Linked DNA regions of Sus scrofa: region 1 is linked to region 2. A link is a contact called in public HiChIP or PLAC-seq data. All regions are on one chromosome and are shown on one strand. The core of a region is the stretch at or near the end of the contact, and the rest is flanking DNA. Distances in the headings are between cores, read along the strand shown. Region 1 overlaps DPF3 (zinc finger protein DPF3). Region 2 overlaps RGS6 (regulator of G-protein signaling 6).

Region 1 (6,731 bases), core at 146-2,645, 220 kb after region 2:
GGGAACTTCCATATGCCTCAGGTGCAGCCCTAAAAAGACAAAAAGAGCCTGGATGTTCTAAGTGCCCTATATATGCTACGTGTTATTATTATCAAAGTTTGAATGATTCTGACTTTAATGAGACAGCAGCACTGTCCAATAGAAACATAATGTGATCCATTTACATAATTTTAAACTTTCTAGTAGCTACACTTATAAAAATAAAAAGCAACAGGTGCGATTAATCTTAATGTATATTTTATCTAATCCAATGTATCCCAAATAGTATCACTTTGACATGCAATCCATGTTTTATAATTATTGTGAGATACCATGCTAGTTTATTTACATTAAGCCTTCAAAATCTAGTGTGTATTTTACACTTACCTCTCCATTCAGACTAGCCACATTTCAAGTGTTTCACAGCCGCATGTGGCTGGTGGCTACTGTATTAAACACTACAGGTTTAGAGCATTAAAAGCAACATTTGCTATAATTTTGCTTCCCCCCAAATGGAAGGACTTTAAACAGGTTCTTAGTGTTGTCTACCTGATCCCCAGCGGAGCGCCATTCCAGAACTGCATTCTAGCTGACTCCTGGCAGAGCCTGGTTTCAAAGCACTATGGGTAAAGCTCACAAGGTCAGGGTGACAGGCTAACCAGTGCCCTCCCAACAAAGCAGCAGAGGGTACATTCTCTGGCTCTGAACCACAGGAGGTTCCAGAGTGAAGGAAAAATAAGGTAACAGGTCCAAGCTCTTGCACAACATACATCCTAGACACTCTCCCTATGGAGTCCGAAGGGATTTCATTGATTCAGTTTTAGTCTAATACAGCTCATCTGGATACAGGATTTAGCAATTCTTTAAAACTGTACTCATTTTGACCCTCACACAAATTTGGGGACCATGTAACCTGACAGAGGCCATCCGACACTTAACATTCAAAGAAAATGGTCTAAAACACACACATAATTCATCTTTAAATTAGCCTGATTTTTATACACATGGATATAAACCCACGGATCGTTACTCTCTCCAGAGCAGCAGCAGCTGTCACCCAAGCCAGCCGCCTCCCCGGGCCCCCGTATGCAGCTCTGCCTCCACTTCTAATTGGGAACAGAGATACTCCTTGGGTGACTTCCAGCACGATCCATCACACCAGAGACAGCTTCTGTGCAAACCGAAGGAAATCGGTTTCCAAATAAGAAAAAAAAGCCTCTTAGACAAACAAGGATTGAAGCATAGAAAGTCTTTTTTTAAAAAAGAAAGAAAGAAAGAAAAATGCAAATAAAAGGAAAGAAAAAAAAAAAAAAAAACACCAGTGAAGAGCGATGGCTCCTCTCCAGGGCTGTGGACTGGGCAGCCATCCTCTCGGGTGGAGATCAAAGCCACAGGCTTTTGACACAGGTGCTCCAAGCCCGCCACCCAATGCACCAAATGCAAGACTTCCACTGGGTTGTGGAGCCACTGAGCTCATTAACAGGATGCAGACAAGACGAGCCCGAAAGTGCAACATGGGAGCACAGAGAGTAATTAAATCCCAGGTCATTTAAAAATGCAAACACTTGGATGTCACAGGCTCATGAAGCCTCTGACTCCTCGTGCATTTTTTCTTTTTCTTTTTTTTTTCTTTGGCTCAGGATGGAGGACCAGGAACCTGCAAGTCATATATGGATTATAATAAAATATGCCATATAAAAAACAGATTAAGACAGTTCTTCTTTGGGGAAATACACAAAGAGAGGAGCTGTCTGTTAGCTGTCGAGTTTGCAAGAGATACCATCTTCGGGGAGGATATGCTCTGCCAATAGACAGACTGCCCCAAGGGAAATCGTGGTGAAACACCCCGACAAGGCACATCCATCCATCCATCCATCACAGGCTCTCTCTGACGCAGGAGCCTGGTGATAGAGTTGTGGTGCAAAGAGGGAGAAACCCCACAGACAACGGCAGACAATCTTCCTGCTATATCATGAGTGCGCAGATTTTTTTTTTTAACCTGCCTTCAGGTTTTATTTAAAAATACAAATGTGGGAGTTCCCGTTGTGGCGCAGTGGTTAACGAATCCAACTAGGAACCATGAGGTTGTGGGTTCGATCCCTGCCCTTGCTCAGTGGGTTAAGGATCGGCATTGCCATGAGCTGTGGTGTAGGTCGCAGACTCAGCTCGGATCCCGCATTGCTGTGGCTCTGGCGTAGGCTGGCAACTGCAGCTCCAATTAGACCCCTAGCCTGGGAACCTCCATATGCCACGGAAGCAGCCCTAAAAAAGACAAAAAAAAATTTTTTTTAAGAAAAAAAAATTTTAAAAAATACAAATGTGTGGTTTTCTCTTCTGGGGGCTTATTATTTTGAAGAGTTAAGCTCATCACATTTCCTTGGATTTACACATGAACTTATCCCAAGGAGCAAGAAGCTTAAGCATTATTATTTCATTTATCCCCTTCAGACTCTCAGGCTCATGGAGGTGGGGGGGTATTGTTATCTCTCGCCCCACAAGGGAAGAGATTGGAGGGGACCAAAGCTCTGATTTCCTGAGATGGGCAGGCTCGGGAATCCATCTGCTCTTCCTCAGGGGTGCCATTTTCTTGGCTGCATTTGACTCTCTGTTTTGTGATTCATAAAGCTCAAAATAGATGAGGTTTGCAATGAGGACCCATCTCCCAGTCTGCACCCTGCAGGCCCTCGTTACCAGATGTTCTAGAAGCCCAGGATATCCACACAACATTCCCCAAAAGGCCTGTGGTCCCCACTCTCTGCTGTGACTACCCACCCTCCCCAAAGCCAACATGTAAGGATGGGCCCCCTGGAGCCAGTCCCCAGAGGTCAGCCCCGCAGATAAGCGTTTTCCCATCCCTGAGACACAGAAAACACCCACACTGTCAAAGGATGCTCACCACTGAGCTGGACCCTCAGCACTGGACTGGCCAGTAGACCAAGTCAACACAACTCAGCAGGAAGGGCAGGGAGGAGAAGGATGATGGAGACGCACTGAATGATGAAATGGTTTGAGGGACTACAGATCACTGGAAAGTGAGAGAAGCTGTCTGGGGTGAAATCTCAGCTCTTGCTGCCTACACTGCACACTTGGCCTTGACCTCCTCATCTGTAGAACAAAGCCCACTTCCCGGCGGTGTTACAGGGCCAAACAAGATAATGCATATGAGTATTTGCCCAGAGAATATGCTCAATGAACGTGAGCCCCTCCTTTTCACCTCCTAGAGCCTCTCTCTCCTTGTACTTCTCGCCAAATCTCCTCACCTGAGGCTCTCAGACCATTGGACACGGTGGGGGCATAGCTCCGCCTGCCTGAGCGCAGGCCCTGGGGGAACAGAAGCAAAGAAGTCAAGTCTGGAGCAGTTAAGAGGACAGAGGAGGCAGAGGATGGGACACAGCTTGTAGGCCAAGAGGCTGCTCCAAATCCAGGGGTGGTAGATTTGGAAATCAGAGCAGAACCACATGGAAGAGGCCTTGCTCTGCTCATTCATTTGACAATGTGCCAGGCTCTATTCTAGGTGCTGTGAACACACAGCTTTCTCTCTGTGAACAAGACACAAAAATTCTTGCCTCATACAAGTTACAGTCTAGTGGGGGAGAAATAAGACATAAACAAGAGACCCACAGAATGACAGGGGGTAATCGGTGTTTGGGAGAAAAGCAGAGCAGAAGCGGGGAAGCTGAAACGGTGGTGACACTGTTAGATGTGGGCCAGGAGCCCACCCTGCTAATCAGAAAAGGACTTTCTAGGCAAAGGAGCCATCAGTGCAAAGGCCCTGAGTCTGGGGCCTGTCTGCCCAGAGCACAGTGAGCCTGAGGGAAGAGTAGGAGCCCAGTTCAGAGAGTTTTGGGGCCTCAAAGGGCTGGGTAGGCCACTGCTGACTTCTACTCTGCCATCTGAAGCCACTAGCAGTTTCAGGCCAAGAGTGGCTTTATGATGCCAATATTTTAATAGGATCATTCTGCAAATGACGAAGGAAGGTGAGGGCAGGCGTGAGGAGACCAGTTAGGAGGTACAGCAATTGGTGTGGAGCCCTATCACCGAGCCAGGGCTTAGGAGAAGGTCATGTGTGACACAGACGAACCCTGCCCTAAGGTGCCTACATCCTGATTGCCAGATAAAGCCAGAGGGCAGTGCTCTGCCCCCGAGCAGGGTGCAATCCCCCACAGGGAATCAAGACAGAGGCTGGGTGTGGAGGCTGGGTGCCCAGTGCCAAAGGGCAAAGGGATGGAGCCATACCAGAGCGAGTCCACAGAGGAGCAGCTCTCTGAGAAGGCAGATCAGCCTAGGCCAAGGGCAGGGAGAAGACCCAGTCAGACAGGCCTGACCTAGCACCATGGCATGACGGGTGGGAGGAAAAGCAGAGAGGATGCCTTCCAGGTTTATCTCTGTGCCCCGGGCATTGATGCCAGGCCTAAGTTCTGGGACATGGGGGAACTTGGGCAAGCTGCGGTTCTGGGAAAGGTAGATCCCACAGCCATATGCCAGGCCTTCTCTCCTCAGTATAGAAGATACCAGACTTGGGCTTTTAAAAGACTCCAACGCAAAATGCATTCCCATTCTGCCCAGACAGCACACGCCCTTCCAGCTGGGCAGTGAGCTGCCTGCCATGAGCACATCACTGGGGCTGGGGACAGGAACAGCATCAGCTGAGACCCCTTCCACCCATCCCACAGGAAGCACAGGGTGGCATCTGGTGCCTCCTCCCACGTGCCAAGTCCTCCAGCTCCACCATCCTGAGAGATTCTCAGAACAACCCAGGGAAGCAGGCAGGGCAGCTGCCGTGATCCACATTTCACAGATAAGGAATCGAGGCCAGAGTGGTTAGATAATTGCCCCAAATCACAAGCCAGTGGGTAGAGGGGTCTGGACTTGAACCCAGGCCTTTTTGGTTCCTACTTGGTGCCTTTTTCTCCTATAGAACAGCCGTTCCAAACAGTGAAGGCCCCTAAGACCTAAAACCAAAGAGAGGCGAAGTGGCAAAGCTGGGCCAGGCCCCACAGGCCAGGCTGGGAACTGGGTGGGGAAGTCAGGTGCGAAGGCTCCTCCTCTCCCACTCAGTCTCTCTCATCTGTGAAATGGGCATGAAGAGAGCCAGCCATATTCTTCGAGCTTGAGATCAGACACCAGGCACTTTTCTTTCTTTCAACCCTTTAATAAATCTTTGCTGTCCATCTACTATGTGCCAAGCCCAGCAATGGGTGCCAGGATCCAGGTGAAGGATTTGGGTGGGCCTCTGCCCTTAAAATGTGTACCTTCCAGTGGGGAGAACACATGGGAGCAGACCCTGGGATAACAAGGTGATTGCTCAGGCTGAACGACCCATGCTCTAAACGTGGCTCTGCCAGGTCCAACTGCAAAACACGGCCATGGAGACTCTGCAGCAGCTGTGCATGCCGCCCGGCTGCCCCCCAGCTGCTACCATTTCCTCGGCCAGCCCAAGCTCCCAGAGCCCTTCGGGGACACAAGCAATTTTGGAGGCCCAGGCTCAGTACCCCAGACCCAGGTCCCTTCCCCAGACTCCCAGGAAGGCAAAAAGGAGCATAAACAGCTTCGGCATGGCATGGGGGCTGGAGTGGCCCACCCACCTCTCTCTGGCTCCCCTGCTCACAAGGCCAACCAACAAGAGCTGAAGAAGCTGCTGTTGCCGGCCTCCAGGATGGATGGCTGCAGCTCTGACACTGCAGGAAAGAGATAGATGACCGGTCATTTCCCCCTGATGCACTTGAAGGCATCCATTCTCCCAGCCGTACCAAGCTCAGGCAACCCCCGCGCAGAGACAGATAAGCTCTGACAGATGGGGGTGGGAGCCCAGTGTCCTTCCCCCTGGAAGGACACAGCCAGACTCCTCTGCCAGCCGGAGAAGGTCACATTGTCTGTTGGCTCACACCTGGACGGGGGCTCCAAGGGTCCCTTCCCCTTGCCTCCCCCCATCTCACCTACCCCACGGCACCCCCCGCCCCCCACCCCCACCCCCATCATCCCTGTGAGGAGCACACAGGAGAGGGGGAGGCGGGGGCAGAGGGAGCCAGCTGACAGGCTCATCAATCTCAGGCTACATGCTTGGCACATCAGCGTTCCTTAAGTTGTTCCCGGACGGGGAGGGTGCTGGAGGAGTCGGGGGACTGTCTGGAGGAGAAGAGAAATCACGCCGAACATCGGACAGCAAATGGTGGAAGGAGCCCGGAGACTATTAAAATGTGGGCCATGTACAAAAGCAGTAGGGAACTAATTAAGATGCAGGATTTTCAAAAGCTGGGGAAGTTGGCCGCAGCCTGCTCCCATCTGTAGAGTTCTGGCAGCTCAGAGCGACAGGGACAGCACCCTAGGCGGGCAAAGCGGGTCTCTCCACCACTGCCCAGCAGGTGGGACTCAGGCCTCTCTGCCTGGACCACCCCCTTGGGGGGACACCCCTCCCTGGGCCCCCATGACTTGCTTGTTGGCCAGCTATGGCACCCCCTGCTATACGGCACCCTAGCCTACCAGCCTTTCAGGGTTCCTGACCCACCGTTCTTGTTCCCCCAACAACACGTGGTGGGGCGGTGATTATCCTGGCTATTCATGCCCAGGCATTGCGAGGCTGCCAAAACAAAACAAAAAAAAAACCCAAGAGAAAGAACCAGGACCCTATTCGTGGCTGCCTTCCTCCCCATCACCCTAGGAATTTGGCAAGGGTGGCAAAGCGCCAAGCTGCTCCCCAAGTGTCCTGGAGCAGAAGGGATTTGCAAGGCCTCAGACACCCGCCGGAAGCCCTT
Region 2 (6,972 bases), core at 3,641-6,140:
GCCAGCATCTTGCTCCCGCGCTGGGAGGACTGCATTCAGTCTTGGGTGGGAGCATGTGAGGGCATGAGCACGCGTGCCAGTGGCTAATCGCCACCCCCAGCGTGAATGCATAAATCCAGGCTTAAAGACGGTCCCCTCTGATCCATGACAGGAGAGAGGATAAAGGAAATAGAACAGCTAGAGATAAAAAGTATAGCCCAAGAGCTTCTAAAATCCTCTCTAAAAGTCCCAATTCCACTTTTATGATATTCAGCATAATTGGATATAAAGGGGGAAGCTGTTTTAAATCACACAACTTTAGGACTCTGCTGTCACCCATCACCAGGCACCTTGTAGTCATTCCTGCGGCCACAGATATTGGCTTGGCATCCACCATGACCGGGTCCCCAGGGTCCACCTCCACGGTGGCCCCTGGAGTGGCAGTCCCCAGAACCAGGCCATGTGACATAACTCGAGGACCCTGCCCATCAGTGGTGCCAGCCACCCTGGGGTTGTCCTTTCTCCCCAAGACTGGTCAAACCTGGGCAGCTGGCATCGGAGCAAGGGAGGAAAAGAGAACTCAACTGGATTCATTGCAAAGGCCCGTCCATGTCTGTCTTCCCACACTCCCTGCATCTCTCTGCAGAGGAGCTCCTTAGAGCATGCCATTCTTGCATGACACCTGGAAAGATGTCGCCAATTGAATACCCCAGAGCTTCAGAATGCAGAACAGAGGGCCCCCAAAGAGACATGGGTATTGCTCTCACCCCAGCAAAAGGCACCTCAGATCTTTCATGGGAAGATGTCTGTGATCATACAATGGAAATTGACGCCCCCTTTGTTCATCCTTTGGGAGGAGTCTGTGAGGTGAGGGAGGGGCAGCGTCTCCAGGCCTGGGAGGGGGCGTGGCCAGCGTGGTTTGCTGCAGACAGCACACCTTTGAATGCATGCTCTCTGCAGCACCCTGGGCAGAGCCCAGGACTCCATTCGGACCAGATGGGGCCCCCACCCCAAGACAGCTATTTTCCCCGGCCTCCAGAAAGCAGGTGGCCTCTCAGGTACAAGGTGGGACCTCCCAGGGCTGAAGCAGGGAGTCCCAGGCAGTGATCTGACTTCGTCCCTCTCCTTTCTTGGGTGTTTTCCTAGAGTGGTGACAAGAGCCACTTGCCACCATTGCCTCCTCGCCATGTCCCCTGCACAGACCTTCGTCTTCCCTGGTTCCACACCCACTGCCGCACGGCAGGGCATGGGTTAAAAATCAAGACCCGCAGCAAAGAGCATCCCCCCGTACATTTTTTATGAGCTGTAACCTCTCCTGAGAGAATATGGTTGTTCGTCTAACCTGCAGATTGATTATCCTGGTTCCACACAGTGTCAGCTAAAGGGAGAGGCAATTAAAGAGAGCGCAGGGGAGTGTCCAGGTTGGCCCGGCGAGCTCCCACCTCCGCAGTTGCCCTGAGTCCTAGGAAGAACCCAGAAGGTTCACCAGGCCGGGCAGGGTTCTCTGCCCAGCAAACACATGGTTAATGGGAATGGAGGTGCTCACACAACCCTGGGACAATCTGTGGCCTTTCAGTCATGGCCTGGCGCCCATGGCCCAGCTTCAGTGGTGTTGCTGGTGGTGGGGTTCCAGCCCCGCCAGAGACAAAGTCAAGTTGCATCCCTTTTTCCTGAGTCTCTTTGGACCAGCGGAGGGCACAGAAACCCTTCCTTCTGTGTGGAGTTGGCTTTTCCCAAAAGGGGGAACAAACTGAAAGCTAGATTTTTCTTTTTTTTTTTTAATAATCGTTTTTATTTTTCCATTAGAGCTGGTTTGCAGTGTTCTGTCCATTTTCTACTGCACAAGCAAGGTGACGCAGTCACACATACATGTATACATTCTTTTTTCTCCCATTAATCTGCGCCATCATAAACGACTAGATATAGTTGCAGTGCTATGCAGCAGGTCTCATTGCTTATCCATCCCAAAGCTGGATTTTTCTAACCTATGGAAATCCTAGTTTAGGAACAGATAAGTACGTGAGGGACTGAGGAGGCTGCCCAGAGCTGCTAGCAGGAGGTACACGTCCTCTTGTTCCAGCCAGCCTTGAGGAGGAAATCCCACTTGTTGGCAGCACCTGGCCCTGCGGGAGCCCGGAGGCCCCCTATGGCAGCCCCCCACCACCCTTGAGTCCCATCCATCCCTGCTCGGCCGGGGGGGTGTCTGAGCCCGGGCTGTCTCTCTGGCAAGGCTGGTCTCCACCCGCATGACTGAGCCAGCAACGCGGACCACATGCTGCCAGCGGCTGCCTCCCCAGCCTGCTGGCTGCGTGAAGTAGGACAGGCGGTCTCCTGATCCCCGCACACCCTCGTGGCCCATCAGTCATGACAGCCCTTCTGCCACAAGAAGCCACAGCGGCTTAGTGCAGGCCTGGTGGGTCCATTGCACCACTGGCACCTTCCCCCCGGCTGGTGCCCTAGAGGAGCGGTTCCTGCAGGCTTTTGATAAGAGCAGAAGCCGCACAGGCCTCAGTGGGCCTCCTGTCTGCAGTAGATGTGGGAGGGGAGCTCCTGCAGCTCTTTCCAGGGGAAGGTAGCCAGGCATCCGGGGCTTGGAGCCCTCAGCTAAGGCCCCTGGGCTCACAGATAGCAAATACAAACCAAGCCTGTTCTGAATTTCAAATTGACACAAAGCTTCTTCAAAGCCACTGATGGTAAACACACATGTGGGATGTCAGGATGCTGTTGTGACAGCATTTTTGCTGTCACCTGAGAGGGCTAAGACAGGTCATCTCCTAGGCAGACAGAAGGCTGAGATAGTCCCCACATGCAGGGAGAGGAACCGGCTGTCTGAGGAATGTCGCGCCCCCCCCACCTCCCCCACCTCTTCTTCCCCCTCCTCCTGAATGCCTGTTGTTTCTTTTTGTCCTTTTCTAAAAATTCTTGGTTTTACCTGACAAAGGGAACCTTTTCATTTTTTATGTAAAATTTTATTAAATTTGATTCGGGGCATTCCTGTCATGGCTCAGCAGAAACAAATCAGACTAGGATTCATGAGGATGCAGGTTCGACCCCTGGCCTCGCTCAGTGGGATAAGGACCTGGCATTGCCCTGAGCTGTGGTGTAGGTCGCAGACGTGACTTGGATCTGGCGTTGCTGTGGCTGTGGTGTAGGCCAGTGGCTACAACTCCAACTCAACCCCTAGTCTGGGAACCTCCATATGCCGCGGGTGCGGCCCTAAAAAGACAAAAAAAAATTTTTTTGATTCAGAAATTTTCATTTACCTGCACCCCAGACCTTCTCTCTATCCGGCTGAATGATGTGCATGCATGTGACTGCCAGCTTATTCTGCCAAAGCGATGCTGAGGCCTCGGGAATCACGGGGAGCCTGCCCCGCTCAAAAGCTGCCAGGTCCTCAGAGCAGACTGGAACAAGGGACAGAAGGTGACACCCATGACGTTGAAACTGAGGGAGCAGGAAATTGCCTGAGTGACACTTGTGTGAGAAATGGCAGAGTCCGGTTGGCTTGGGAAGGATGCTGACCCAGAGAAGTTGCTTCTGGTCCAGGACTCAGCCCAGAGGTGACTCCCTGGGGCTGCAGAGAACTCACCCAGCTTCCCATTAGCCCTCCTCTACTCCTTTGAGAAACCAGCACCAACTCCTTTCTTTAGAGCTGGGTTCCTAAATTGTACCTGCCCATCAAACGCTGTCCTCTGGGACAAGAAAGGCTTGTAGGTCCTGTCACCCCCAGATGGCCAATTTCACCTTTATGCACCGGCCTCCTCTTTCATGTCACGGTGGACCTGGCAGGGGGTGGGGCTGGGGGGACAGTGAGACTTAAGGAACCTAGGGAGTGGGCGGTGGGGTGGGGGTAGAGGACGCCCCTCCCAGCTGCCTTTCAGGGGCTCTCCTGAACAACTGAGCAGTTAGCTCCCTTCACACGCTGCCACTCACCTCCCCTCTGGGCTTGGGTGACAAACCATCACTGTTTGCTTCACGCCAGGGAGCCAGAGGACCGGAGTGCCAAAGGCCTGTGGCAGAAAGACAGAGGGATGGCGTTAAAGGGCAGGTGATGGCAGATGGCCGCGGCAGCAGCCTGAGCATCTTCTTCTCAGGCCACCCAAGAAAGAGGTGACTTGAGGGCTCAGACTGGCCTGGGATGGACCCTGTGGCTGCCATGCTTCTCCCTCCACAGCTCCCACCCACGGGGCCTGAAAGCATTTCAGTTACACCTGGATGGGACGGGCTCAGACCCGTGTCATATAGCCCTCCATTGTACCATGAGGAAAGAGATGCCCAGAAAGATACAACAATTCCAAGGGAGCAGCATAGCCAGGATGTGAAGATTCCTCATCTTCTGGTTGAGTGAAGTCAGGACCAAGGAGGGAATCCTGAGGGTTTTCTTTAAGGACACCGTCAGAATTCCACATGGCAAATCAAGGGGAAAGTCGGAGCACATTTGCACGCACTCCCAGTCCTCTCCTTCTGGAAATGGAGCTGCGTTACCTAGGGTGGCCACTGGGTGGCACCTTCGGGCCATGCACGGGGCTCCAAAAACAGTTCTATGAACAGCAACAGAAAAACATGCCTAACCTTTAAAAAAAAAAAAAAAAAAAAAAAAAAGAGTACATCTTACTCTGGGTAGGATTCATGTTTAGCTTCTTTTGTCCCTGCCCTTTCTTTGAGTTAAGAGTGTGATTCCCGTGGCTGCGGGAACCACAGAGCCAGGGGCCTGTCCTGACATCTCATTGATGGGGACACTGGAGGGTTTTTTGTTTACAGGTCACAAAAAGTGCCATCCAGACCTGAGTCCTGCTGAAAGCCCTCTCCAGGGCTGCCTTGGGAACCTTGCCCATGACCTAGGGAGCTGTAGTCCAATTGGTGCTGGTTGCCGCTGCTGCTGCTCTCTGCAGAAAAGAGCTCACAGCTCATGCCCAGCTCTCTCCACACCATGCTGAGGCTCGGGGATTCGTGAGAGGCAGACGCTCATGAGAAGGGGGTGGTTTCTCTCCAGCGATCCCTGGAGAATCTTTTGGTAGAGAGGTTCCCCATGTATGTCCCTTCAGCTTTGTTCCAAATGAGTCCATCTGCAATCCCACAGACATTTATCGAGCACCTACTGTGTGCCAAGCATCATGCCTGATGCTGCTGTGGCAAACAGGCTCGGTTTCTCCATCTACAACCTGAATGACTGGGTTCTTCCAGCTCGAATATTCCTAATGGCTCCAAGACTCTATCTGCTTCCGTGATCTCTCCTTCTTTTTGATGCCTCTGATGGATCCCAACTAGACACTGCAGAGAGACTCATGTTGTCCGTGCAGTGGCATCTGTGTCAAGTGGTGGTTCTCAACTAGTGTTACCTCCCAGGGGACATTTGGTGATGTCCGGAAAGTTTTCTGGTTGTCAACACTCAGGGAGGGGATGCCACTGGCATCGATGGGTCAAAGCCAAGGTTGATGCTAAACATCTCTCAGTGCACAGGGCAGCCCCCACAACAACGAGTTTCCAGCCTGAAAAGGCAACAGTGCTAAGGCAGCAGACCCTGGATGTAAGGGGAGATAAATCTCTTTTTGGTAACCAAAAGCATAGTCATCTTCTAACACGCACTAGTGCGATAATGGAGCACCTTTGTATGCTCAGCAGTCCCTGCAGCCTTTGTGACCTGTGACGGGGCTGCGGGGAAGGCTGGGGGATGCAGCAGAACGAGTGCCCTGTGATGTCAGTTCTGGGAGCATGTCCAGCAGAGGGCTACTGACTGTCTTTGTGCTTCCATTCCAGGTTCTGGTTGGCGGTCCAAGATCTTAAGAAACAGCCCCTCCAGGATGTGGCCAGGAGAGTGGAGGAAATCTGGCAAGAGTTTCTGGCTCCAGGGGCCCCAAGTGCAATCAACCTGGATTCTCACAGCTACGAGATAACCAGTCAAAACGTCAAAGATGGAGGGAGATACACATTCGAAGATGCCCAGGTTTGCTTATCTAGTCAAATAGTTCTGTCCCCAGATGTTCACATGTTCACTTCACCACCCCACCCTTTAATCCGAGTCCAAGGCATTGTATGGAGTTAGGATTTCAGGTTTTATTATTTATAAAGCCACCAGTGGAAACCTTTCCACACAGATGCACAATGAAATTCCAGGGGGACTGTTTTCCTGAGTTATGTATTCCATAGAAAATTACTGTTATACATGTTATCTTTCCCAGGAAAATCTCGAAGTGTTTTGCAAAACCTAAAGTCCTGTAATAAATGATAGTAGAATCTGGAAACCAGAGCACCACATCAGCAAAGTGGGGATAGTAAGCTGGCAGGCTGGGGGGTCAAGCCCACACTCATAACTACCACCCCGCACTGCTTCCACAGTGACCCCCAACCCTGGGGGCTGATGAGGGAGTGTGTCTATATTCCATGCCTTGTTCCATGTGATGAGATATCACAAGCAACAGACCAAAGCCCCTGTCTGAGAAGTTAAAGGCTGGTAGAGGAGAAAGACAAGGAAATGGGTAATTTCACCAATAAATGAAGTGCCTCAAAAGAATGAGCCCTAGAGTTTAAGGAAGCCGTAGGTAGGGGTGGGGGAGACTGCCAGCCCTACATAATACAATTAGTGCAGAGATGCTGGTGAGGCTGGCGAAGAAAGAAACTGAATTCAGAGAAGCCACGCTAAACAGCAAACCGAACTTGAGGGCTGGGAGGTACCATTTCTGAAAATAAGCATCAGATCTGTTTCTCACTTCCTGGCTTCTAATTTTTATTTCCTCCAGCCTTAAGGTTTTGCTCTTGTCTCCTAGTCTCTCACCGATGGGGTCCCCAGGTGAGAATTTGTCTAGATTGCTCTCCCATGGACATTATTATCTAATTTAGGAAACTCAGTCACTGATGCAAATAATGGCATGAGAACACAACCAATGTCCCTCGTCATTCAGATTTGCCTTGTCATTTGCTCAGAACTTCGGTATGGAAACACCTGCCAACCTCAATACCATGACTATCTTTTTTCCCTTTCTGGCTATGAGTTAG

What was found. HiChIP or PLAC-seq counts read pairs in DNA pulled down with a chosen protein or histone mark.
Region 1: a contact with region 2 is called in an H3K27ac HiChIP or PLAC-seq map of skeletal muscle. The contact joins two enhancer-like sites. A contact is called at or near these places in 1 of 47 Hi-C or Micro-C datasets (skeletal muscle) and 1 of 2 datasets of contacts at active chromatin or transcription factors (skeletal muscle).

What each region holds. Positions count from the first base shown.
Region 1 is chr7:96,105,391-96,112,121 of Sscrofa11.1, forward strand. The region is part of intron 3 of DPF3 (zinc finger protein DPF3); the gene reads right to left. Among named protein-coding and RNA genes, the nearest start is that of DPF3, 150 kb to the right of the region's middle. Within about 2 kb of position 1,396, at least 6 of the 83 cell types and tissues checked have an H3K27ac peak or open chromatin away from gene starts, as enhancers often do. A contact at or near this core is called in skeletal muscle, where this site is marked.
Region 2 is chr7:95,879,896-95,886,867 of Sscrofa11.1, forward strand. RGS6 (regulator of G-protein signaling 6) reads left to right here. Exons shown (of 19, transcript XM_021099946.1): 15 at 5,737-5,923. Among named protein-coding and RNA genes, the nearest start is that of DPF3, 370 kb to the right of the region's middle. Within about 2 kb of position 4,891, at least 4 of the 83 cell types and tissues checked have an H3K27ac peak or open chromatin away from gene starts, as enhancers often do. A contact at or near this core is called in skeletal muscle, where this site is marked.